Regions from separate parts of the Danio rerio genome. Here region 1 is linked to region 2. The links are chromatin contacts, called in public Micro-C maps. All regions are on one chromosome and are shown on one strand. Each heading gives the region's core, a stretch centred on a gene start, on an enhancer-like site or on the middle of the called end of the contact. The rest is flanking DNA. Distances are from core to core; before and after follow the strand shown.

Region 1 (6,008 bases), core at 64-2,563, 190 kb after region 2:
TTTGTGAAGCACACTCATTAGAACATGTTTTATTTATGCACATTTTCAAAAAATGTTATGGGATGAAATTTGTGTTTGGTTACGATTAAAGCATGAAATACTTGATTTTTATTTTAAAACTGTAATTCATTCATGTATTCATTTTCTTTTCTGCTTAGTCCCTTTATTAATCCGTGGTCGCCACAGTGGAATGAACCACCAACTTAACCAGCACATGTTTTTACCCCCATTTTAAAACTGTAAAACATTAATATTTTTGTCAGAATTCTGATCTGGAATTTTTTGGTTAACAATGTTGTGAAAAAAATATTTCATCCATAATTGCAAATAAAAAAAGAAAGAAAGAAAAAAACTTTTTTTGCTTTTCCAGAAAGATATTTGTCTTCTTCAATTCTTTAAAGCTTCTGTGACATAAAAAACCTGTAAACTGTGTAGTCTGGTAAAGGTATTTTTTGATGATGAACCCCCTTGTACTATATTGCATTGTATTTTGCTATTTATTTTTATTTATATATGTTTTTTTTTCTTTTGTTTGTGGATGTTGCTATTTGGACTTAGTTGATAAATATGTTTTTACGATTGGTTTTTATTTATTTATTTATTTATTTATTTATTTATTCTGTATGTTCTTAATTAATTTTAAAAAAGTTGTTACTCATTCCACTTTCCTGTGCTCAACTTCCCCGTTAAGACAATTGATTTATATATATATATATATATATATATATATATATATATATATATATATATATATATATATATATATATATATATATATATTTAAAATACATATGTTGCGAAAAACATGTTGAAGAACATCCCCAAAACATTTAAATATACAATGAACTTTAGCTTAATTTGCGTGACTGACCGCTCCAAAATGTCGGCGCCCTTGACAAAAGTGCTTGAATCGTTCTACAGCCTTCTTTGTACTTGAGAGTCTTACGAAACAAACTTAATTCGAAAGATATGTGAAACAAACTGCATCTAATCTTTTCTCATCAACACGACAGTAGTTATTTTGACTCTAAATCTATAAAACATTTATTAAGCGACTGTATGATCATTTTTGTACAATCGAGATTCCCAATGAATTACAGTGCAGCCGATTTATTAAGAATCGTATGGTTCTATGAATATATTTACTAATTTAAAAGGCCTATGATAGTATGTAAAGACACATCATACAAGTAAGAATCTAAATACTTTAATAATAAATAATTCACGAGCCACATGTTGCAGCGAAACATATTATTTATATTATAATATCACACAACTCCATTAGGTGGCAGTATATAGTTTGTGTTCGCAGTGAACCAACAGCAGAAGAAATGAACGAAACCCTCCATTTTCTCTTCTAGTGCCCTTCGCTTGTGCACTAGCGCCATGAGTAGCGCACTTGATGACTCAAAGACAACAGACACAAGTATGGACCACGAACTTTACACTGTACAGAGTCCCTCCGATGACATTAAGGATGGCCCAGAGCATTCAGAATTCATTTATAAGAGTGAGTAGCAATCATTTCGTGCATCTAAAGTGTCATTGCATTCAATTATCTCTCCCATTTTTTTAGCAGTTTAGCATTGGGCTGGTCATGTAAATTGGATGCATGCATTATACAAATCACGTGTTCTACTTTTATTAAAATCTGCACGTGTGTGTTTATGTGTGTGTGGTTCAAGTGTCAAATGAAGAGTTTGTCAGATTCGTGAAGTTACGAGTGACCAACGATGCACTTTTCACTGGAAAGAGAAATTCTTCAACTCTGGCTTACAGGTAAACCGGGCATCACCAACCCTCAGTTACACACATGCATACTCACCCATGCAGAAGTCCATGCAGGAAAAAAATAATTATGCTGTAGATGTTTGTACCAGCAGCCTGCAGGAATTTTGATGTGAATTCTGCATTTGTGTGCTGTAGGGCCATCCTGAAAGAGCTGGGTCTGCAAAGGGAGATTTCTGCCAGCCAGGCCAGGAGAAAATGGGAAAACCTTAAGATGAAGTATAAGGTATGCTGATATACCACTTTATGAGGGTGCAGTTTTCAATTCTGGCCCCCCAAGCACATCCACATCTTGGATATTGGCCAAATTTAACACACCTGAATCAACTCACAAGCTCATCAGCTGAGGACTCCACGAATCTTTTAATCAGTTTCCTTCAAATAATGATATATCCTATTGTAAATTACAGATACATGTGTGTGAAGAGTATGTATTATATTCATACACAAATGAAAATAACAGACAAAATTAACTAAAATTACATTTTTAACATTAACATTGTCATTAAACTAAATGATGACGAATCATGGTAAATAAAGGTCAATTTCAAAATATCTATGTGAAAAATATTAAATCAATACAATACACATGGTTTACATAAATATGATATTTTACAATTAACATAAATATATAAACAACAATACAAAAATATGAACTAAATGACATTTACTAGAATGACATAAATGAATTATTATTAATAAAAATAAATTGTAAATATTTCTATATATATATATATATATATATATATATATATATATATATATATATATATATATATACATATATATATATATATATATATAATATTCATCACATATTTTAATTATTACTAGTAATACATTTATATTAAAAATATTAATATATTTCTAAATCATTTATCACATATAATTTATCATATATATACATGTGATGAAATGTTTATAAATATATTAATATTTAAATGCACATTAATGCTAAATACTACATTTACAATTTCATGAATTTATATAAATAAACAACATCAATAGCAATTACTAAACATTTAAAGATGAATATATTAGAATATATTAAATAGATGTACAGTACATATCTATCTATAATTAGCAGTATATTTTATGCAGTAATAAACAATTCATGGGTAAACATATTTAAAGCTAAATGTTAAATAATGTTATAACAATATCATAACATTAATACAAAATATGCAAAACCTGAACTAAATTGTATTATATTTTAAATTGCTAAACTTTAAAATGTCATAAAATCATAGTAATACTAATATTACTACACTCTACATATAATTAAAATAAACAAAATTAAATGAGATTTATCATCAATAAAAAGTCTTATATCTCAAAACTAAATTTGAGGCCTTAAAAAGTCCTAAAGTTATTAAAATATTGTGTTGCAGGTCTTAAAACTTTTTAAGCAGGTCTTAATTTTCCTTTGCTCACGTGTAGCTACTCATCCAATAAATGAATAAAGAAACTTTTAACTTTTTATTTGAAAATGTACTTTTTAACTCTATTTACCACAATGTACAATAACGTTTGTTTAAAAGGTTTCCATGTATTTACTGCTGAGATAGCTCACCTGAACAGACTGTTGTGCATACATTTAGTTTAATATGGTTTTTAAAACCTTTAACATATTTTTTGATTTTTAAGAAAAGGTTATGTTGAAAAAAGTGTATGTATGCAACAATATTTAAAATATTTTGCTCTGAATTAGTTAAAATACATTTTTTTTAAATCATTAAATTATTATTATTGTATTATTGAATTTATTAAATTATAAAAAGTTTGATAGGGCAAATAAAAATAGCGTTTAGCCCTGTATGAAGGTGCTTTCACACCTAGACTTTTGTTTCAGAACTTGGCACGTTTCCCCAGTTAGCACGGTTCGTTTGGCATATGTGAATCCAACAATCGCGCTCAGGCCCGCGCCAAAAAATCGGTCCGAGATGGCCTGAATAAGGTGGTCTCGGCTCAATTGAAACAAAATCTGGAGCGGATCGATTGTAGTAAGAAAGCAATACAATCCGAACCAGGCCATATCACAGTGTATTATGAATATGTAATTGGCATAAACGGCTATATGAAGAGAGAATTATGAGTAGGGTGGGATGTTATTCTACCAGTAAATGTGTTTCATGTCAGATACGAAAGTGAAAGCATGTTAACTATTAACGAGAGCTTTTTATCTGTCTTGGTTTATCTGTTATTTCTCTCTATAATGTAAAGCCTATAATTCATAACTGCTATGTATGAGAAAGTCTTACCTCTGATTTATATTTGGTGTTGATGTCTGTAGGTGTCACCATTCAAAATTTAAGCACAGATTTTCGTTTATATAGTTTAATTGCTCTTTGTCAAAAATTAAAATAAGGACGCATGGCAGATCAGTGGGACTCTGCAAAATAAACCCTGAAAATCTGACCAATGTGATGAGAGTTTACTCGCTTGTTACTTGTTTTAGCTCTTTTGGTCCGTTTAGAAACTTTGCCGTGTGAAAGCGAACCACACCAAGAACAAAGTGCAACAATGTAACAATTGTAATCCCTGTTTTGGAACAAGAGAGTCGATCCACAGGTGTGAAAGCACCCTGAGTCTAGAATTGCATTCATAATGGTCTTAAAAATGTCTTAAATTTAACTTGCTGAAACCTTGATCAATAAATTTACAGCATATATTGATATTATGTTTAGAATTATGTACACATAACTATAAACCCCACACACTGTCATCACACTCTACTTCTGCAAGCTCATAAAATGTTTGTGTCTTGTGTGTTTCAGGAAATGAAGAATCCTCCGCCTGGTGTCTCGGTGAACCCCACTAACTGGCCATGGTTCTCCCTCATGGACGACGCCATGGAAGGAAGACTTGTGGGGAGCGATGTCACGCTAGACACTTCTTCGGTGGGCGACGACAGCGAGTATCGACCAAACAACTCCACGCGCAGGAGGAGCAAAAGGGCCCGCGAGCCAGACAGAAGCGAGATCGAGCTGTTCGTTGAAGAGGATGACATCATGTCTGAGGAAATGGGGCGAGACAGAGGGGATCTAGACAGAGACAGAGATGAGATGGAGCACGAAAGGGCCATCCTAGAAAGCGATAAAGCAGCTATTGAATATGAAAGGATGGTGCTAGAGCGAGAGAAGATGGTGCTAGACAGAGAACGAGCGGGAGTGGAAAGAGAACTGGCAGCACTGGATCGAGACAGAGCCTCTTTGGAGAGGGAAAAAGCCGCTGTGGAAAGAGACAGGGCCTCTGTGGAGTATATCCGAGCTCAGTTGGAAAAAGACAGAGCGATTCTTGACAGAGAAAGGGCTAAGCTTGAAAGAGAACGGGCCATCCTGGATCAACAGCGTGGGATTGAAAAAAGCGAGCAGACGGTTAATTTAAACGACAATTCAGAAGGAACTGACACCTCGATTCCCTTAGTGATGGAGCCGGCTTCATTAGAAAGGAGGCAGAAATTCCTCAACCTGTTTGAAAAGCTCATTGAGAACTTCTAAATCAGAGCTAAACGTTCTGAGTGGGACCCATTATGTATATTTCATTATTTTTGTACACCTTCAGTTTGAAGTAAAACCGTTTTCTGTTCCAGAAGTGGATTGTGCTGTGTTACAGTGATTGATTTGTGTCATGTTAGTTGCTGTGCTTGTTTAAAAGAGCATCTTTGAAGTGCTAAATGCCTTTGACAACTTGAGAAGGTAACAATGAAAACGTTAAGCCACCTCTGTTTTGGAGAGGTCATCAGAAATCTTTATTCAGGTGTGATTATTTCCATACAAAACACATAATGCTTAACTAATATTTACCCCCAATCCCCCCGCAAATCATTGTCAAACCCTTTGGCCAGAATACAACAGTTGTGAAAAGATCATCTTTGAAGCCATTGATCATTACAACAGCTTAAAATGTGATACCAAAATATTGCAGTTATTGTAAAATGTAAAAAAAAACGCTTATATATTTATATTACAGTACAGACTATACAACAAATTCATTGTTAGAATGCTTCTTTTATTGCATTATAGTCAAATTAACCTTTCAAGAAGTTAATCGTGAGCCAGCTTCAATTGGTTTAGGCTAATTACGATAAACATTTGTTAAATTCTATATGAATATTAACAGTATTTCATTTACAATTCAAACATATTTTTAAACAGTTTGGGCTGGCTATTGCACCTAGCCCTTATCCCACAACCAGTACAGCACACACAAAAAGAGGG
Region 2 (5,246 bases), core at 1,060-3,559:
TTTTTAAAAATGTCCATCAAAGTATACTCTCCTCAAAAAAATGTTGTCTAATGGCATTTAAACTTCCACATTCCAACAAGATATGTTTCTTGGTGAGAGCAGCCTGACTTTGTTTCATCCTACGCTCTAAAAATGTGCATTTAAATCAGTAATTTATACTAATATAATATGCCAATGATCATATTAAAATGCATGCATGATAATAAGATTCGTTATAATCATCATTTAAACACACACTGTTTCTACCAAAGCTATGATAGGAATAAGATCTTATTTCATAGTAACATCTAGGGCAAAAAATAAGATATTAAATCAATACAACTGGGCCTGTGCACAAGACAGTCCAAAGGCCTCTGAAGCTCAATCAGCACAGTCAAAGGTTAGTTTATTTAATGTTGAGGGTAAATCATTAAAAATTTTAAGTGTCAATGAGGTCAATTCATATTTCCGTCATATGCAGTAATTTAGAAAACACTATATATTTTTGTTTAACTAAGCCAGTTTGATGCTCTGAAACACTGCAACAAAATCCTCACGATTTGAAGTCCAGCATTTAAGTGAAGCGAACACAAAGTGCACTTATGATTTGAGTTGGAGAAAGCTGAATATGTAGACTCAAGGTCAAATTCGGCATTGCTGTCATACAGAGAGGTATTATCAGGAGCTATAAAAGCTTGTGCAAAAGAAGCAACAGGGCAGGGAATGATGTACGCCAAGGAGCAACAGACCAGACACGCCATTTAAACGCACACCGGGGTCTATCTAGAAATTCTAGGTGGCATATTTAATCTCAACACATTAGGCAGACAGTACACACAATAAGTCAGCCGATTAGGTTGGGTACATTGTGTTTTGCACATCTGCTCCTTCAAATACGATCCTAGCAAATTTGACGTGTCGCACAGCGCTTGTTCCAGTCTCCATGCCCAGTCACACATGACAGGAGGAATTAGGACTGTATACTACAACTGTTGACACGAATGCGCCAAGCTTAAAGGGACAGTTCTCTCAAAATGAAAAATCATTTACTCAGCCTAATGCTGTCACACGCCTCGCTTTGGTCATGAAACTTATCGACAGACAGTTACCGCTGCATTCGTCGGCAAACAATTCAAGTTAACAGCGACTGTCATTACGACTAACATCTCTTATCAAGATGGGTTTGGAACAACGCTATGAATTAAGTGACATTTTATGAGCACTTTTAAATGGGGGTTGTTTTAAAGCACAAAATAAAAACGCGATTACCGACAAGCAGGTAGACGGCTCGTAAGGCAAGTTGACAGCTGAAGCGTCCTCGCGTTTGGCTTTAGCCTGCTAGCGGTCTCAACACAAGTCAACCTGTCAAAAAGGCAGTAACGTTACTGTTTTAATCTTAGCAATGACACCAGACCAGCATCTCACCTTTCCTGAAACTGAGGCGCTCTCCAACTTTCCGTCGCATTTCAAATGCTGATTTTCCCTTCTGGTACAACCCTAAAATCACCATGCTGGCTAACGTTAATGTCAAAAGCCATGGACAGAGACGGTCGCTTAGCTGAACAAGTTAACGTTAGCTCGTTTGACAGTCTTTCGCATGAGCGAACTGTCATTAATCGCGCGTTTAAAATAATACAGATCGTACTTTATAGTGAGTTAGCACTCTTACCGCATATAACAGTCAACGGTTCTGTACAGTCACAGTGTGATCCTTTCATTTGACGGCTTAAAAAAACAAACGGCGGTTAAAATAACGTTAGGGTCACCCTGCCTGGAGTAACCGGTGAAAAAAAAAAAAAACACATACAAGCTCCCATTTACATGTTTTGGATACCGTTAAACATCACGCATGTCTATTTGAATAGGGGTTTTGCTCAAATATATCGTGCGATCGCGGCTTCAGAAACGCGCAGTCGAACACATTTTCACGCGTCAAAAGCAACTTTCCAGCGTGCACTAACGTTACACATCCTCCCTGCGTCTCGACATGGTGCGATACATTAAAAGCCCGCTGATTTTCCACACACCCCCTCCCTGCAGTGACAATAGGCAGGTGTGGGTTAAAAATGCACAGCAGCCTGGTTGCCTTCTTGCCCCTTTCTCTGCCTGCTACCAACTAGCAGGAGTTGCCTAGCCAATTTGGCTAGCTGATAATAACGCAGGCTAACGGTCAATACGGTGAATGAAGATCGGTCGGCAGAGAGGAAGCGACGTAAAAAATGGTGCAATTCAAATGCGGCAAAAGCACTAGCGTGCACAAGAGAAATGATGAAATTACACTCACAATGCTCTCCGAGCGGTGCCTCAGAGATCCCCCTCTCTCTCTCGGTCTCCCTCAGACTCACTCTGCCGTCTATCTAGCTCCTCCAATCTGCAGAGAAAGCCCTCCCACAGCCCCGCGTCGCCTGAGACATGTGATGCACGTCAGGATAACGCCCATCGACATGTCTGACGATTCTCATTGGCCGGGAGGAGATGTCAATCACATTGGACACACCCTCTGTGTAACCTTCGCGCGTATTAACATAATTTATAAGCGTGTACCTTAAAGTGGCTAAGTATAAAATAACTTGTCGAGGCTCATTGTTTATTTTAACTCAATAAACAGCACGCTTTCAGCACGAGCCGGCGTTTTTAGCCCCGCCCACAGTCATGGACGAGTCTTCCCCCGGCGGCTAATTAAACCTGACGTCATTCTTTCCATGACGTCGCCGTTCTCTCGATTCTGGTGTTGTGTTTGATTCGCAGTGTGCAGGAACTCATTACACTCGCTGATATGAACCGGATCACTGCATTATGCAGTCTGGATCATCATCGCTCAGCCTTTGCCCAAAGAATTTACAATAAACGCTTGACAGTTAGACGTCACTGAATGATCCCCACTGAGTTTCATTCACTGAACTGATGCAAACAATATTGTGCATTTCTTCTTTATGATGCAAACTGAGTGAACTTGCATGGCAAGCATTTTTTTCTTTCTGCGTTTTCATCAAACTCAAGTCCACTGAAGCACTTAGTCTATAGTCTGGCGCCTTCCTTTTAAAACTGCAGTACAAGCATGGAGAATTTCTGTTTGTGAGGTGTTGTTTTTATATAGAAAGTCCTCATGATAGATACTACATAATTCAAATAATGCATTTAAATATTGAGGTCGGTAACAAGGAATACAAATGTGCTGCATTTCATATTTTGCATGTAGATACCAGTTTCCTCTTATGGTGATATAGATTCATATCTTCTTCCTGAAGTTTGTTGCTGCAAGACTTGAAATGCATTGGTCTAATCTAATCAATTAGGATGTGATTAAACAGTACTGATTATTCAAAAAAGCAACCCTTTGATTACATTACATGTGAATGCTCTGTTACATATAAAAGAGATTTTAATTCAATAAATACACCAAAATAAGTTATGCAGTGAAGTTCTTAAACACATAAACTCTCTGCAAATCAACCACTCATTAAATGTACAATAAAAAGACTGTTTTTTTTTACACCTGGCATCAAAGGAAAAATCCTGCAGTCCTGGTTGTTTTTTTACTTCAAAGTTTCAGTCGTGTCATAGTTCACCATTGTTGGCATTCATTGACCATGCCGTACTTGAAAGATGACTCCAAAACTGTACCCGTATTGTGGGTTTCCCCAAGAAGGCCTCAAAAGAAGCCACAGTTGCCTTCTTTCTGTTCTCTCTTTCATTCATCTTTACTGACATTTACAGCTATTCATTTGGGCAAAACGTTTGTTCCATTTATGCAAAGTGACTTGCAAATGACAAACAAAACAAATATCCGTATCTACCTGTATTTTAAACTACAATTTGGGGATTTTTTTATGACAGCTGTGAATATATGTTTTGCAAGAATATATCAATTAATATTTCGGCTGCTATTGTATTGTGTCATTCATTCATTTTATTTTCAGATGAACCGCCAACTTATCCAGCATGTGTTTTACACAGCGGATGCCCTTGCAGCCGCAACCAATCACTGGGAAACATCCATACACTCTCAGAAATAAAGGTACACAAGCTGTCAGTGCGGTAGTACCTTTTTAAAAGGTATTCATTTATACTTAAAGGGTCCATATAGTTACCTTAAAAGTATATATTAGCACCTAAACATTTTAAGAGGAACATATTTGTACTTTTTAGGTACTAATATGTACCCTTGAGGTATTAATATGGAGCTTGTACCACTCCAAGTGAACTACTAACAATGTGCAAATGATATTAAGCAGCAATTTCTTGTCTAATGCAGCATAATAATCAGCACAAATTAGGTAAAACTATAGGAACTTTGCTATATTGCTATTTCTGGGTGCTAATTAACTGCACAAAACACAGCTGCTAATGACAGCGCCTGCGTTTAAACGGTCTCTGTGTATGCTTTAACAGCCAAATAGATGCTTAAGTCTATTAACTGATTATATTTTAATTACATTACAACATTGATGGTGTAAAAGGAACCTTGTGAAAAAAATGTCATAAAAGCTTTCACAAACAAACATTATTGTGGTGACACAACGATGCATCACTCAAACATTTGCAAATGATCACATATCAATGTGCAAATGACTTTAAGCAGCAGTTTATTGTCCAATGCAGCATAATAATCAGCACAAATTAGGTAAAACTATTTTGGTATTTCTGGGCGTATTAACTGCTCAAAACACAATAAGTTAGCAAATAATATTTTGTCACCCATAAATTCAGTGTTTGAAAGTGAAACTAGGGTGTCACTGTGGCGCAGTGGGTAGCACGATTCCTTCACAGCAAGAAGGTCGCTGGTTTAAGCCTCAGTTGGGTCAGTTGGCACTTCTGTGTGGAGATTGCATGTTCTCCTCGTGTTCATGTGGGTTTCCTACGGGTGCTCCGGTTTCTCACCACAAGTCCAAAGACATGTTGTTTAGGTGAATTGGGTAGGCTAAATTGTCTATAGTGTATGAGTGTGTATGGATGTTTCCTATTGATGGGTTGCAGCTAAAGGGGCATCCGCTGGTGTAAAACATATGCTGGATAAGTTGGTGGTTCATTCCAATGTGGCGACCCCAAAATAATAAAGGGACTAAGCCGAAAAGAAAATGAATGAATGAAAGTGAAACTATGCAATAAGGACATCCTTGAAAATCATCGTTAATGTTTCAGTGTGTTTAAATAATCTAAAAGTAGTTCCCCCCCCCCCCTACAAAAAAATAAATAAATAAAATAAAAAACATGTAATATTCCAACCTGTCTGAAATTTCCTTCTTCTGTTGGAGATATTTTGGAGA

The links. Hi-C and Micro-C count contacts between places; a contact is called where the count stands out from the background.
Region 1: a Micro-C map of caudal fin shows a contact between it and region 2, with 6 times the contacts expected there. The contact joins the promoter of si:dkeyp-38g8.5 here to the promoter of atp2b1a in region 2. A contact is called at or near these places in 1 of 18 Hi-C or Micro-C datasets (caudal fin) and 2 of 4 datasets of contacts at active chromatin or transcription factors (caudal fin and embryo).

Annotation. Positions count from the first base shown.
Region 1 is chr4:16,901,299-16,907,306 of GRCz12tu, forward strand. si:dkeyp-38g8.5 reads left to right here and starts at 1,314. Exons shown (of 4, transcript NM_001123290.1): 1 at 1,314-1,510; 2 at 1,686-1,779; 3 at 1,927-2,014; 4 at 4,566-5,382. The coding sequence starts at 1,387. The coding sequence ends at 5,288. epyc (epiphycan) reads right to left here. Exons shown (of 7, transcript NM_001348483.1): 7 at 5,783-6,008.
Region 2 is chr4:16,706,586-16,711,831 of GRCz12tu, forward strand. atp2b1a (ATPase plasma membrane Ca2+ transporting 1a) reads right to left here and starts at 2,310. Exons shown (of 21, transcript NM_001044757.1): 1 at 2,264-2,310.